Linked DNA regions of Mus musculus: region 1 is linked to region 2. Evidence: chromatin contacts called from public HiChIP or PLAC-seq data. All regions are on one chromosome and are shown on one strand. Each heading gives the region's core, a stretch centred on a gene start, on an enhancer-like site or on the middle of the called end of the contact. The rest is flanking DNA. Distances are from core to core; before and after follow the strand shown. Region 1 has its middle 21 kb from the start of F3. Region 2 holds the start of A730020M07Rik (RIKEN cDNA A730020M07 gene).

Region 1 (6,609 bases), core at 1,061-3,560, 57 kb before region 2:
GCAGGGCTATGGCTTTCGTCAGTGAGCTTTAAGCCTGAAAATCAGCTGTCTGGAGCAAAGGATGCTTCTGGACCACAGCATGAATGTTCGTTCCACCTGAGATGATGTGAATGAGTATCCTGATGTCCTGTTAGCCACACGCCATAGACTGCTATTTCATATTGTTGTGATGTGCTTACGTAGTCAGGAAGAAACAGTGAAAAGAAATACTCAGCCAAAAAGAGACAAGAGGAGGAATTTCAAAAATTAAATTCCCAGCTTTGTCTTTAAAAAAAAATCGCTATCATCTCATGTGTTTGTTTGTACAGACAGTAGCTTGCTCTTTATGAAATGTTTAAAATCTTTGAGGGTACCCATGTGTATACACATACAACTTCTTCAAAGCCTTGCTAAGATGTTAAACATAAACACCCTCAATATAGGCATAGTCTCAAAGTCTTTTCAAACCAGTGAATACAAACACTATTCCATGTTCTTCCCAGGATCCCCCTACCAAATGAACATTCTCATTCTCTCTCTCTCTCTCTCTCTCTCTCTCTCTCATTCTCTCTCTCTCTCTCTCTCTCTCTCTCTCTCTGATGATAATAGTACTTGATTTCATGTACTGGTTCTTAGTCTCCCTGTCTCTCTCTGTCCATCTGTTTCTGTCTCTGTTTGTCTCTGTCTGTCTCTGTCCCTGTCTCTCTGTCTGTCTCTGTATCTCTCTGTCTCTCTCTGTCACACACACACACACACACACACACACACACACACGCACGCACGCACACACACACACACACACACACACACACACACACACACACACACACTTATTCCAGTATGGCTAGTGTGTGCTCTACCACTGAGCTGTATTCTCAGCCTCCTTTTGCTTTTTGCCCTGAGAAAGTCTCACTAAGTCACTTGGGCTGGCTTTGGACTTCCTGTGTCGCCTAAGCAGCCCTTGAATTTTCAATCTACCATGTCAGCCTCTCCACATCTGGGATTACAGACCAACACTGTCGGACTTGGCTTAAATATATTATAAATCATTATATCCTGATAACCATGACCAGGGCTAAGCTAGCTTTGCCTCAAACTATTGGAAACTTATTATCTTAAAATCTCAAGGGCATTTTAAGCAGAATAATTATTGTGTTCTTGGAAAGGGGAATAAAAAACGAGCTAATCAAAACAGAAAGGTTTGGCTTAAATTATGTCTAAGACTGGGACATAAATCTGTTTGGCCTAAATTATGTCTAAGACAGGGACCTAAAATTCCTGGGATCTTATCTTAAGAATTTTAATTCTAATTCTTAAGAATTTTGGAGATAAGTAGTAGCCGGGCATCCAAGTGTGGTGAGAAGCTAGACTGAACCCATAGTTGCCTGGGGCTGAATGGGGGTCTTAGCCACTTTGAAGTAAATACAGAGGATTCTAAGAGACCACAGGGCTTTCCTGTTGTTTACACATATTCAGTATCCTGTAGGTAGTCCTTCTGGAGAATTCCATAGACAGGGGTTCTTCCTAACTCCTTAAGACTGGAGACCTGGGGCTGGAGAGATGGCTCAGTGGGTAAGAGCACCCGACTGCTCTTCCGAAGGTCCGAAGTTCAAATCCCAGCAACCACATGGTGGCTCACAACCATCTGTAATGAGATCTAATGCCCTCTTCTGGTGCATCTGAAGACAGCTACAGTGTACTTACATATAATAAATAAGTAAATAAATCTTTAAAAAAAAAAAAAAAATAAAGACTGGAGACCTCTCCTGCCTGTTGCAGCTCTGCTCTCACGAGCATCTTTCTTTGGTTGGGGGCGGGGAGCAAAGCAGACCAAAGAAGTTTCTCCTTCATTCTCTTCTTCCCTCTCAGCATACAAATCCCACATGAAACTTTTTTTTTCAGCTTCCAAATCAGACAATAAATTTTGCTTCACAGTGTGAAGCCAAGTAATAGATGTGCATCAGTAATAGACTACTCTAGAGGCAGACTCCCCACAGTGGAATGCATAATGGAGATTAGAATGAACAGGATCCTGCTAACAGGACAGCAGGTGACTCACATAAACATATGTCTGAGTAAAAGCAGCCAGGCAGAGAAGGATAGATAGACGCCGTATGATCTCTAAGTCAAGAGAAAGAAAAAAGAATGTGGATGGAGATTCCCACCTGCGGTTCTTCTGGGGTGCTGGATACACAACTGTGTTTTTTGTTAAAACAACAACAACAACAACACTTAACCAATTTATTTGCACATCATATGTACAGTTTCTATATATTCCATTCATCCAAACCTTTAAAAAGGTTTGTGGAAAGCCAGTGAGTGACTCAGCACACTGGCCCAAGTCCCTTCAGACTATTGCTTGATACCGCTTCCTTATCGCTCAGCCTTTCTGCATGTGGTGATTGATGTCAGGAGAAAACTCTTCAAGACCTTTCAGAACATCCCATGATAGCATCCCTGATAAGCATCATCAAGGGTTTGTAATTTTTGAGGACTAGTGACTTCCAGATGTCTGTATTATTAATTTTGGAAACCTCTCGAGAAATAGACTGTTCTTGCTGGAATCATGTGAGCTAGTATCCAAACCATGCCCTTGCCAATATCTAAACCCTGCCCTTTGTGTCAGTGATCAGAGGGAGACATTTTTACCCCCAGTGGCGAGACGGCTGAGGTGGTTATGGACTGGTGCAAGCCTTGTGTACTTGGGTTCATATGAGATTTCTCACAGTTGCCTGATGTCTCAGGGGAGGGGTGAACAGCTAGGGGCATGACTCAGCAAGGCTTCAAGAAGACCGCTTAAGCCCTATCATGCGGGCAGTCTTTGAACATTGCTCTTTATATTCAGATAGTTTGACATCTGAATTCATCTAGAGATTATTAAGGAAGAAAATAAATCAAGTGAGTATCTTAGCTCATCTTTATATGTCTTTAATGAAAGAGCAAGGGCTTAAAGTAGCTTCATGTTCATGATGACATAGGAACCCAGACCTCTCCCATGATCATCAGAAGGGCAATCTTAAGATCGTTTTCAAACTCTTGAGTCTCTAAACATGTGTATGTAGTTTGAATCTTTAAATAGATGACTCTGGAGTAAATATATTATGAAAAGCTTCATTTAACTATGGGTTAGCAGCCAAATAAAATAATACATCCTATATTTTAATGAAACTATTTTAGTTTTGTCTTCAATTTCATATCTCTCTCTCTCTCTCTCTCTCTTTCCTCTCCACACTCTCTCCATTCTCCTCTCTCTCCTCCTTCTCCTCCTCTCTCCTCTCCTCTCAGGAAGCTCAAAACATCTGTGTCAGGGTAGAATTTACAAGAATGTAACTGTTGTAAGGAGGCTGAGAATTAAAGCCCCCAAATGTGAGATTTCTAAGGACTGTCCATCAAACCTCCCTTCCTTCAGAAGCAGACACCATGTCTGAAGAAGGCACCTGACCCGAGTGATGTGCAGTTGAGTCTGGGAGAGCCTCAAGCCACTGCTGAGCTGGCCCACAGTTCTCCATGCCAGCAGTGTGGTGGGAGACAGTGAGAAACTGGGAGACACTTGGACTCTTGGCTCTGAGGGAACACCTCTCTTCATTAACTTTGAGTAATCTTCTTCTCTGAGTTTCCTTATATTCAAAGTAAACATTAAGGTTCCTTCCTATACATCTAGAACTGCTGGGTCAAAGCTGAGACAGTTTGGGGAGCCCATTTTTTCCCCCAAATCAGCACTTCGAGTTTTGTCCTTCACAAAATCCTGAAGCTCACTGAATACTGAAAGCACTTCACAGGCGGTCTATGTTTGTTTGTTTGTTTGTTTGTTTTGGAACATGAAATGATTTCATGCTAACTAAAGTAACATCTAGCATGCTCACCCATTTAATCAGACTGCCACGACTATTTTGCTTAGCCAGAGCCAAAGCTTCACATACATTAAATATCACATCTTCAAATGCTTCTGTCAACAGGACCGCCCTGAGCCATATCTGGTTCACAGGATCTGTTCTCCATGCCTCCACCTACAAGAAATGACCTGGAGTGCCCTGCTGACCGAGGATGTTGTAAGAGATAGCTCAGTGGTTAAGAGCACTCTCTGCTCTTCCAGAGGACATGGGTTCAGTTTCCAGCCACCATGGCAGTTAACAACTGTCTGCAGCTGCAGTTCCAGAGGGTCTGATAGCCTCTTCTGTCCCCCAAAGCACTTTATGCGCACAGTACACAGACATGCATGCAAGCAAAACACCCATGCATGTCACATAAAAATACAAGAAGTATAGAAGGGGGAGGAAGAGGAGGAGGAGGAAGAGGAGGAAGAAGAAGAGAAGAGAAAGAGAAGCAGCTCTTTTGAATTCTGACTAGCAGGACAAAATAAAACTCTATAGACTTTGATTTTTGCACAGCTGTCTACTAGTATTAGAACCAAGAAAAGCCGGCCAGCGAGATGTCACAGTGTGCCAAACCTGATGACCCGAGTTTTATCTTGAGGACCCCCATAGTCGGAGAGAACTGATTCCTGCAAGATCTCCTCTGACTTTCACACATTCTTCAGTGCTACGTATATCCCTCCAATAAATGTAATTTAAAACGTTATAAAGGAGAAATGTCTCAGCAAATAACCCTGAGTGTTCAGTGGCAGTTCCAGCTAATGGGGCATCAGTCACGGATGGAAGTAAGTCTGTTTCTGTATGGAAGCTGGCAGGAGTGTCTGTGCCATGCTTGCTGGAGGGCAGCAAGCCCAGGGCCAGAGCCACTGACCCAGACATCTCTACCTGGGGCGTTCCCTCTATCTTCCATGAATAGCCGAATGCTTTATGGCTCATTTAGGGTTCTTTCTGTATAGAATTCACTGGAAGTTGATTCCCTCTTTTGTTTCATTTTTAGAAAAATTCTCTTACGGAAAACCCGCCTTGTGAGTCAATTTTAAGACAAGCGGGCAGATCTGACTGGCTGTTTCATTCCACCTGGAAAAGCATTTGAGGCTGCTCTCTGTGGAAACTGTATTCTCTTAAAACCTCAAGGGCTCACTTCTTCCCCTCTTTTTATGGAAAAACCACCATCTGTGGAGGCCCCGTTGTGATGTACTTTCAACCTGCAAAAGCCGCTGGGATCCAGACAGTGGAATGCTTTAAGAGAGCAAAATGGACCACATGGCAAGGGGTGCATTTCAGAAATTCCTACCACACAGGTCACTGTGGGTACCATCATGATCAGGGATGCTATGGTTCATCCTTCATGTCCAGTGCCAAGAGGCTCAGGAGCCTAGTTCCTGTTGCTGTGGTCTGCTACTTAAAAAGAAAAAGATCGCATGCTCTCCCTGCCAAGCATGAAACAGAAGCCCAGTTGTGTGGCTCCTGTTTTTGTACCGGAATAATCTACTTCATGAAAAGAGTGAGCAGGAGCCCAGAAATGCAGTTCCCATCCCCCACTCAACTTCACATCTGACTGTTCTCCTTTCATGCTATAGATGGTTCCCTGCAGAGGCGTGTCCCCAGTTTACCTCGAGTAGACCCCCTCTTTGAGTAAGGCATCCAAACTATCCTAGGAACAGGAGTTCTGATTGGCAAGATGGCATTCTTCCCTAGCGAGAAGGGGAGCTTGTTGTTCGCACTGATGAATTAATACTGTTGCTAAGCAACCATTTCTTACAGCAGCCCAGCTCCAGCAAGATGATAAAGAGCGAGGCCACTGATTTCCCAGACTCTGTTCATTACCCAGCTCACGGCTTTGTCTGAACAGATGTCGATATATAAAAGTGTCCCCAGATATACCATCGTGGTAATGGTGTATTTCAGGACAAAATGAAGAAAATAACAATGGCCTTAAAGCAGGCTGAGTTCACTTCTTGTAGCTCTAGTAAGTTGTTCAAGAGGGCAAATGGGTGGGAGGGGGGGCACATCCTATAAAGCATAGTTTCATTCCATTGAAGTTGTGTGACAATCCTGGACAGTAGGTTAGCATCATTACAGATATCAGACACAAAACTCAGAGAGGGGAGGTAGTGACTGGGTCAAAATCAGACAGAAAGTAAGTAGCTTGGTCAAGTCTAGGATCCTGGCACGGCGTGGTGTAAATCATCCAACCTCCCTTCCCACTGTGGAAGCTGACAGATTTCTGCCCTATAAAGGAAGTGAGCTGACCAGCTACATAGACAACAGCGTCTACGACTAACTAAATATTTGCTAATTTAAAAATCCAACTGAATTGCTCACCAGGTAATCATGACTTGATTTTTTTCCTGGACAAAGTAGCTTAATATGAATGGTATGCTCTTGTAGTGCTTACGGATATGCTGAGCCTGCCTGGCCCGACACAGAAAGGATGGAGAAAGAATGAAGTCATATCTTCCTAGGAGTTTGAGAAAACTACATGCTCTTGACTCCTCTAACCCCCCCCCCCCGAACCTCCAGGTCCATCAGACAGTGGTCCACAGGCCCCGTAGGTACCTCCTTTGCTGCCTAGAAACTACTTCCCATCCTCAAAGATGCTGCCAGCAGTGTTTCTTTGCAGTTATCCACTGTTCCCCTCTCAGAGCACCCCTTATGGTGTGGAGCAGCCCACTCAGATCTTCATTTATTGGTAGAAGCTCTGGGGGTAGAGAGTCGTTAGGGAGAAACTTCTTAAGGTGTTGGGAGGTAGTTTCCT
Region 2 (7,128 bases), core at 4,147-6,646:
AGAGATGACAAGGTCACATGGGCAGCAGAAACGTCCAAGGGCCCTGATAGGGTCTGGTGCCTGCTGATACACATGATCAACTACAGACACAGGGAGTCTCAAAGGACAGGTTCGTTATTCCATGGATCTCTCATGGTCTTAGAACCAGAAACAAATTCGCAAAGTTTCCGTTTTGGCTACCTTGCTTTTACTAAGGAAGGAACACAGACACAGGAAGATAATAGTGATTTGGAAAGTTGGGCTGGAGAGATGGCTCAGGAGGTAAAGGAGCTTGCAACGGACCCCAACTATCTGAATTCAAACCCTGGGACCCACATGGTAGAAAGAGAGAACTGACTCCCACAAGTTGTCCTTTGACTTGTACACATGTACCATGGTACTCCCCTATACATCACAGATACGTGTTATGTATGTATGTGCATACATACATACATACATACACTAAAAAATAGAAATAGCTTAAAGAGAAACGTTAAATGATGCCTAGCTACTTTATGACGTCATTCACCACAGCACACTGTTGGCCTCGAGTCCATGACAGACAGAAAGAAAATCAGGGCATTGTGTTTTCTTGCAGGCCTTCTCTGTGTCTGCCCAGGCTGAAGAACAGGCAGCGATCAAAGGTGCTTTGCGCTGAAGGAGCGTTCTCGAGAGAGTTTAGAGACAGGCCTCAGTTACTTGGAGGGAGAGCTGACCCTTAACCCAGTTTTACAGCAAGTCAGCCTTGGGAGCCTAGGTTTCCTGCTCCAGCCCCTTCCCTCTGCAATTCTCTGGATTATCACCAAGCCCATCCCACCACTGTGCCATCAGAAAACTGTTAGAGAACTTAGTCCTGCAGATGTCTAGTATGGAGTGTGCGTGCTCATTTAAATAGTTTCTCCAACTGTTCGTAAAAAAAAAAAAAACAAAAAAAAAAACAAAAAACAAAAAACAAAAAAAAAACAAACAGAGCTGTCTTCAAAGAGACTATAGACCTTTCCAGAAAATAGATTGAGGCTGGGGGATGGGCAGTTGTAGTAAGGGAGAAAGGGGGATGTCTTTAGGGAAAGCCATGAACCGAGAAGCATCACTCTAGGCAGCTTGTACTGGAGAAGCGTGTCCGGACTGGTCTGAAGCTGAGGGCTTGATGCTGCCTGCTGTTAAAAAGATGCTTCTGCAGTGAAATCAGGGTCCTTCATCTGTCTAGGGAGCCCTCTGCATTCCTGCAAGACTCCTGACTTCCAGGCTGAGTCAGGGATGCGCCCTTTGTAAGATAAACTCAGTTGCAGGTTTCTCAAGACTTTGTAAACTGGTCCCACGAGGGAGTGCTTCCCTTTCCTTAAATGGGTCATTAGAAAAGGTTGGATGCAAATCAAGAATTCAATTTTTAAGTAAATAACTTTCCACCCACGCAGCCAGCTAGCCTCACGTTAGTCCAGGCAGTTTTCTAACAAGTCAAGCATTTTCCGTCTCCAACACAGACTTTTCACTGGAAAGAGGTGAGGATTTAGGGGTTCTTTAAGGATCTCTCTGGACTTCTGGCCTGTCACAATGGAAAATTACCACATGCCCATCAGAGCCTGTGAACCTCCACACTCCCATCTGCTACTTATGCTGCGGCTGTAATGATCACCAGTTCAGCAAGAAAACATGTACCCAAGATGCACCTGGGACGCCCGCCGTTCTAATCAGTCAGGTGTGACGTCAGAGTCAGGACCAGGAAGTGTGGACAGAACCTTGGGCAGGCTTGGGCACTTAACCCTTCTGTGCCTTGGGTCTTTCTCTGTCTAGAGGACAGAAGCACTGTCACCCCCTGCACTGCTGTGAGGACCCCATGAAAAGTACCCACCTGCAGTATGTGTGCTAATCAGGACACAAAGGACACTCCCGCCATCTCTCCATGTGAAATTGTCTCATGGTCATTGTAGATAGTTTATTTTAAAAAATAAAATTAGAAAAAAAGAAAAAGAAAAGAAGGCCTGCCTCTGATGTCTATGCTCTGAAAGCATCGTTTGTGTTTTGGTATTCTTTCTTTAATATCAGACTCTACACGCAGTTACACAGACAAGCTTACAGTTTCATAGTTAGGGAAGTCTCCTTGTGCTGACTTTTTTTCATCTGGCATATTTTAAACATTTTCTCACATCATTAAAAACTCTTACGAATTATTTTCAATGTCTTAAGAATAATAATATTTTCTTTTTTGTTTAAAAATGAAACAGGTGGCACTAGCAAGCGTGAAGACCCAGCTTTGACCTCTGGACCCTCACAATGACAGAGAGGACCAACTGCCAAAGGTGGCCTTGATCTCCCATATATGTGCCCTGGCATATACATCCACATACTCCACACAAAAAAATGGATAAATAAATATCCACTATAGACAACAAAATAGATACTAATACATACATTATTAATAATTAAGGTACCTTGAAAACAGAATATTGAGCATAACTGTTTACTACTTTGGTTTGCTATTTTTCTATTTATTTCCAATTTTGCAGATGGACAAGCCCATCAAAACACATGAGCCATATTATAGAAAGAATGTCTAGTGGATTTTCTCAAATAAAGAAAGTTTAATTTACACAGAACCAAAATAATATTAGAAGTCTATGCATAATAAACTTATTGCAAATTTGCCAGTTCCAAAAACATTTTTAAGTTAAGCAATACAAATACACATTCATCTTTTATCCTTTGCAGAGAGACAACATCTGTGTCCTTGTTGATGAATTTGAGACGGGGGTGGGGGGAGGAAGAGGGAGAGAGGGGAGTGCAGGATATGGTAGGGGGAAGAGTTAAAGGGCTTCCCATTCAAGTAACTGAGTTTGAACCCCCAAATCCACGTAAAAGAGGGTGAATGAGCACACCCCTGTAGCCCCAGTGCTTCTTTAGCAAGGAGGCTGGTAGAGAAAGAAGAATCCCTGACAACACATGATCAAGCTTGCCTGGCGTACACAGTACAGGCAACATAGTCTGTCACAGACAGGGTGGAAGGAAAGGACAGAAACTCAAGGTTGTCTTCTGACTTCACTCTCTAGTAACACACGCACACATGTCAACAATGATTTTGTACTGTGGTAACATGTAATTAACCGTGTCTTGCTTTTTATATCATACAAAATATGTTTCCATGAGTGAAGATCCAACAATCCTTCCATAATCTTACAAATAACCATATAAACCCCATCCACGTCGGAATGCGTGTTCACAATATTCACTCAACTCCTTGAGGGCCATACTGCCCTTGAGAGGCCTCCGTGTACATGTGCACTTGTTGGTTTTGTTAGTGAGTGCATTATGCAACTGTTTAAAGATGAAAATAGCTGTAATTTTTCCTTACAGAATTCACATTTCTTAGAGGAGACACTTTCCTAGAAATAGTGTAGTCCAGAAATGTTTTGAATAACCACTTATACACATAGTATGTGTGGGCATTTCACAGCTTGATCAACTGTTCTATTTGTGTAAAGAACTATTCTAAAGATTTCTTAAGCTCTATCATATCCTCGTTAGTTAGGGTAGAAATCTGGTTTGGTTTGGTTTGGTTTTTTCTAGGAACATCAGTGGAATGATCTCAATGTCATTACAAAAGATCTAACTTTTGACGGTGGGTTTTCGGATGCTGTAATCTCAGATGGATGTAGAGCACATCAGTCCAGCCCTTGATATCAGCATCCTTGAGCACCCCTCAGCTCCCAGTTGGGCTGTACTCAGACACCAGTACAAGGTCTCCTGGGAGCACTCCCTGTGGTCAGAACAGCACAGGCTTTGCCCAATGGTGTTCTTATCCCCCTCAGATCTCAAAGGACTAGAAGAAAGGCAAAGAATTAGAGTACCCATTACTATATGCTATATACTTACCAACATACGCAATATTACCAATTTGCTGTTCGGACAAGTTATCCTGACTTAGCTTGTATCTGTGGGGGTGAAAAGCAAAGATTTGTTTTATGCTGCTATGACAAGACACCTGATGCTGAAAACCTTTAGAAGCAAAAGGGGTCTAGTTAGCTCAGAGTTTGGAAGACTGGAAATCCTAGGACAAGCAGTTCTATGTGTTTGCCTCTGGGGAGGGCCTTCTGGCTAAGTCATTCAGTGATAAGTGACACCTCTGGTTAGAAGAGTGTGTGGGAGCAGCAGTAGTAGTGTGTGCAGAGAGGATCAAGCCATGAGAGAAGCCGTGAGAGCTCACATGGGGTTCACACTCGCCTCTGCACAGCAAGTCACTCTTGTTGAAGATTCTCTGCTTCCTCTAGTTCTAATCCTCTACGCCCCACTTCCTGAATACCTACCACTTTTCAGTATGGTTGCACTGGATGGGAGGTTTTGGGAGACACTATCCCATCCAAAGCCAGGATTCATCGCTGTGCCCCCAGGCCTGTTGTCTTTATTTGCTTTGCAACAATTAATAATAAATGTCAAAGAAAGGCAAGCAGTCTGTTTAAGTACCCTTCTCATCTCTGTGGCAAAACACTGCCTGAAACATCTTAAAGGAGTCAGGCTTTATTTTCCATCACATTCACAGAAGGTTCTCATGAGTGGTGCTTCTAGACAGTAGGGAGGCAAAGCATCCTGGCAGTGTGAACAACTGGCATGGTCTGTTCCCTTTAAGATACAGAGGATGTGGCCAGAAACTAGGCACAGCCCTCAACCCTTAAAGATGTTAGGGCTCCAGCTCTTCCTACCAGGCCAACTTTTATGGCCACAAGCTGGTGAAAGGGCCTTTGTAGCTGATCTTCCACTATTGGATGAGTGGTGGGGGACTCTCTGGTGTGTCTTCTGGGAGTCCCCAGGATCAGACAAAATCCCCACCTCTGTCACAAGGTCTGTAAACATCCTCATACTTGGATAGCAAAGCGCTGGCATGGTTAGCCTGCTTAATCACTACCCCACCCCTCCGAGGAGAAGGATGATTTCAGCCACTTGAGGAGGGAGAAACAGCCGTGACCTTCCTGCAAGGCTGATGATAACTCACTCCTTATAAGGAGAGGACAAACAAGGGCCCACGCTCAGGGCTCAGGAATGCACCTCTGTGTGTGTTCTTCCCAACTGCGCCCAGTAATTGGACTTTACACCTGAGGGCAGTCTTTTCTGTGGGCAGGAGGATGGGGGACATCCTCCCTTCCCACTGAGGAAGGCAGTAGTGATTACAGGGGGTAATCACAGCCATAAAGAGCCTGAATCAGCACCCCAGTTACACTGAACTTGATGGGAGGACTAAGAAACAAGCTCCCTGTTCACTGTAACGCCGACTTCACAATGATTTACTTATTATTTGACCAAAACAAAGTCAACATACACAGGACCAAAGTCAAACTGAGTTATTAACCACCAGTGACTTTAGCTATTATTCATACGTATGCTCCAGCAGGCATGCACTTAGGGCCAGTTAATATTTCTACTAACTCAGTAACTAAACCATTACGAGAGGCAAGTATTGAAGCTCAGGAAAAAAGGCCATTTTCCTGAGTTCTCTCAGCTGGTAAGTAAGAAACAGCTATGAATCCAACTCTCTCTGACTCCATAACCATCAGAAGCCCCCCAGAGGAGCTACAAACCCCCTAAAGCTCCCAGGAGACCAGGGGCCCCTGGGCTGTGCAGTATGAAGGTTGAGTTTAGCCTCTCCAGTGTGCTTCATGAGGAATTCCCAGAACTTAGGGACCAAATGGTGGGGTGTGTGTGTGTGTGTGTGTGTGTGTGTGTGTGTGTGTGAAGTTTACTTGCAGATATGTGCATATGCATGTATAGGCTGGAGGACAACATTGCCTGTTGTTTCTCAAGACTCACCCACATGTCCCTCAGTGGTGAGTAGGATAGGCTGGCTGGACAAGGAGCCCGGGTGTCTTGCCTGCCGCTGCCTCCCAGAACTGGGATCACAAACGCACAATGCCTCTTTTGGCTTTCATTTTTTTCAAAAGCAGGTTTTGGAAAGTGTCAGGGAATGCTTCTTTACCGCCTTAGCTATGACCCAGCCCTGTATTCCCTGCTAAACTGCCCTCCCTCTAATCACTCTGAAAAATACAGAACCAGAAAGCCAATCGCTGTAGGTTTCTTCTTCACTCAACACTGCAGAGCCCAGCTGCGGGGCCGTCCGAGGTCTTTATGTGAAATGCATCATGTCTCAGCCTCCTTGCGGAGTTGGCCTGCCAGCCTGTCCTCTGGCTGTTCTCACAAGCCACCCATGTTGCACCCTTTGGCTGCCCTCTCCCTATATTCAGTGCATAGTTGTCCAGAAAGTCTGCCCTGCCGTGACCCCCATTCTCTATTCATTGTGAACTTATTGCATATGCGAGACACAGTGCTGAGCTCCTGGGGTCAAGATCTCTGCCCTCTTGGGCAGATGCTCAGGACTGGAGAGAAAATAGCTACTGGTTTATACAATCAATCACTTTGCTGTGATTATATAAGCCCTTTAGAAATTTCAAAATTGCTAAGAGTGTGTCTGATGGAAACAGGGATGCGGGGCCTGCTCAAGGCTAGGATTGAGGAGATGTCTTCTTGGGGAAGAAGAGAAGATAGCCAAGGCTGAGAGAGGGGGAGGGAGAGGAAGGGGGAGGGGGAGGGGAGGGGGAGGGAGAGGAGAGGGAGAGGGAGAGGGAGAGGGAGGTGGCAGAACAAAGTCAAGAGGTCATCAGGAAGGGCCTCTGTGGAGCCACCTTCAGAATTCTACAAACGAGGAGCTTACACTGAAGGGTTTAAGTGGTGAATTGTACAAGTGCAGAAACAGAAGCAATGAATGATGCATGTGCCAATGGATTCTAAATGGTGCTGAGAATTAGCGAGGAGCTACCTATGGGGGCCTTTGGTCTCTCTCTGAAATAAGCTAAGTTGGCAGTAACTGGAAGGTGGGATTTGGGGAGACTCTCATATACGCTGGACTTGAATTCAGTATGGAGCCTAGAATGACCTTGAAGTTCTCAAATTCTCAAATTCCCCTGCCTCAATTTCTGAGGTGCTGAGATGACATACATGAGTCACCAGGCCCATTTATGGGGTGCTGGGGCTCAAACCCCAGCACCGTGTGCACTCCAGGTAAACACTCTACCAACTGAACTGCATTTCTAGGCCCAAAGATCAACTATTAAAAAGGCTACAGGAAGGTTTGTTTTTGAAGATTGGTCTGGTAATTCTGCCTGTCACCGC

The links. HiChIP or PLAC-seq counts read pairs in DNA pulled down with a chosen protein or histone mark.
Region 1: a contact with region 2 is called in an HNF4G HiChIP or PLAC-seq map of pancreatic cancer cells. The contact joins the enhancer-like site here to the promoter of A730020M07Rik in region 2. A contact is called at or near these places in 11 of 39 promoter capture datasets (the 3T3-L1 cell line, 3T3-L1-derived adipocytes, the C10 cell line and 6 more), 1 of 15 datasets of contacts at CTCF or cohesin (the NIH/3T3 cell line), 40 of 484 Hi-C or Micro-C datasets (the 3T3-L1 cell line, the AML12 cell line, CD8 T cells and 23 more), 12 of 115 datasets of contacts at active chromatin or transcription factors (the NIH/3T3 cell line, SST interneurons, acute myeloid leukemia and 9 more) and 1 of 9 other capture datasets (embryonic stem cells).

Annotation. Positions count from the first base shown.
Region 1 is chr3:121,699,447-121,706,055 of GRCm38.p6, reverse strand. No RefSeq gene overlaps it. Among named protein-coding and RNA genes, the nearest start is that of F3, 21 kb to the left of the region's middle. Within about 2 kb of position 2,310, at least 25 of the 459 cell types and tissues checked have an H3K27ac peak or open chromatin away from gene starts, as enhancers often do. A contact at or near this core is called in the HL-1 cell line, the N1E-115 cell line, the NIH/3T3 cell line and 1 more, where this site is marked.
Region 2 is chr3:121,644,721-121,651,848 of GRCm38.p6, reverse strand. It overlaps A730020M07Rik (RIKEN cDNA A730020M07 gene), which reads left to right and starts at 5,396. Exons shown (of 3, transcript NR_036458.1): 1 at 5,396-5,467.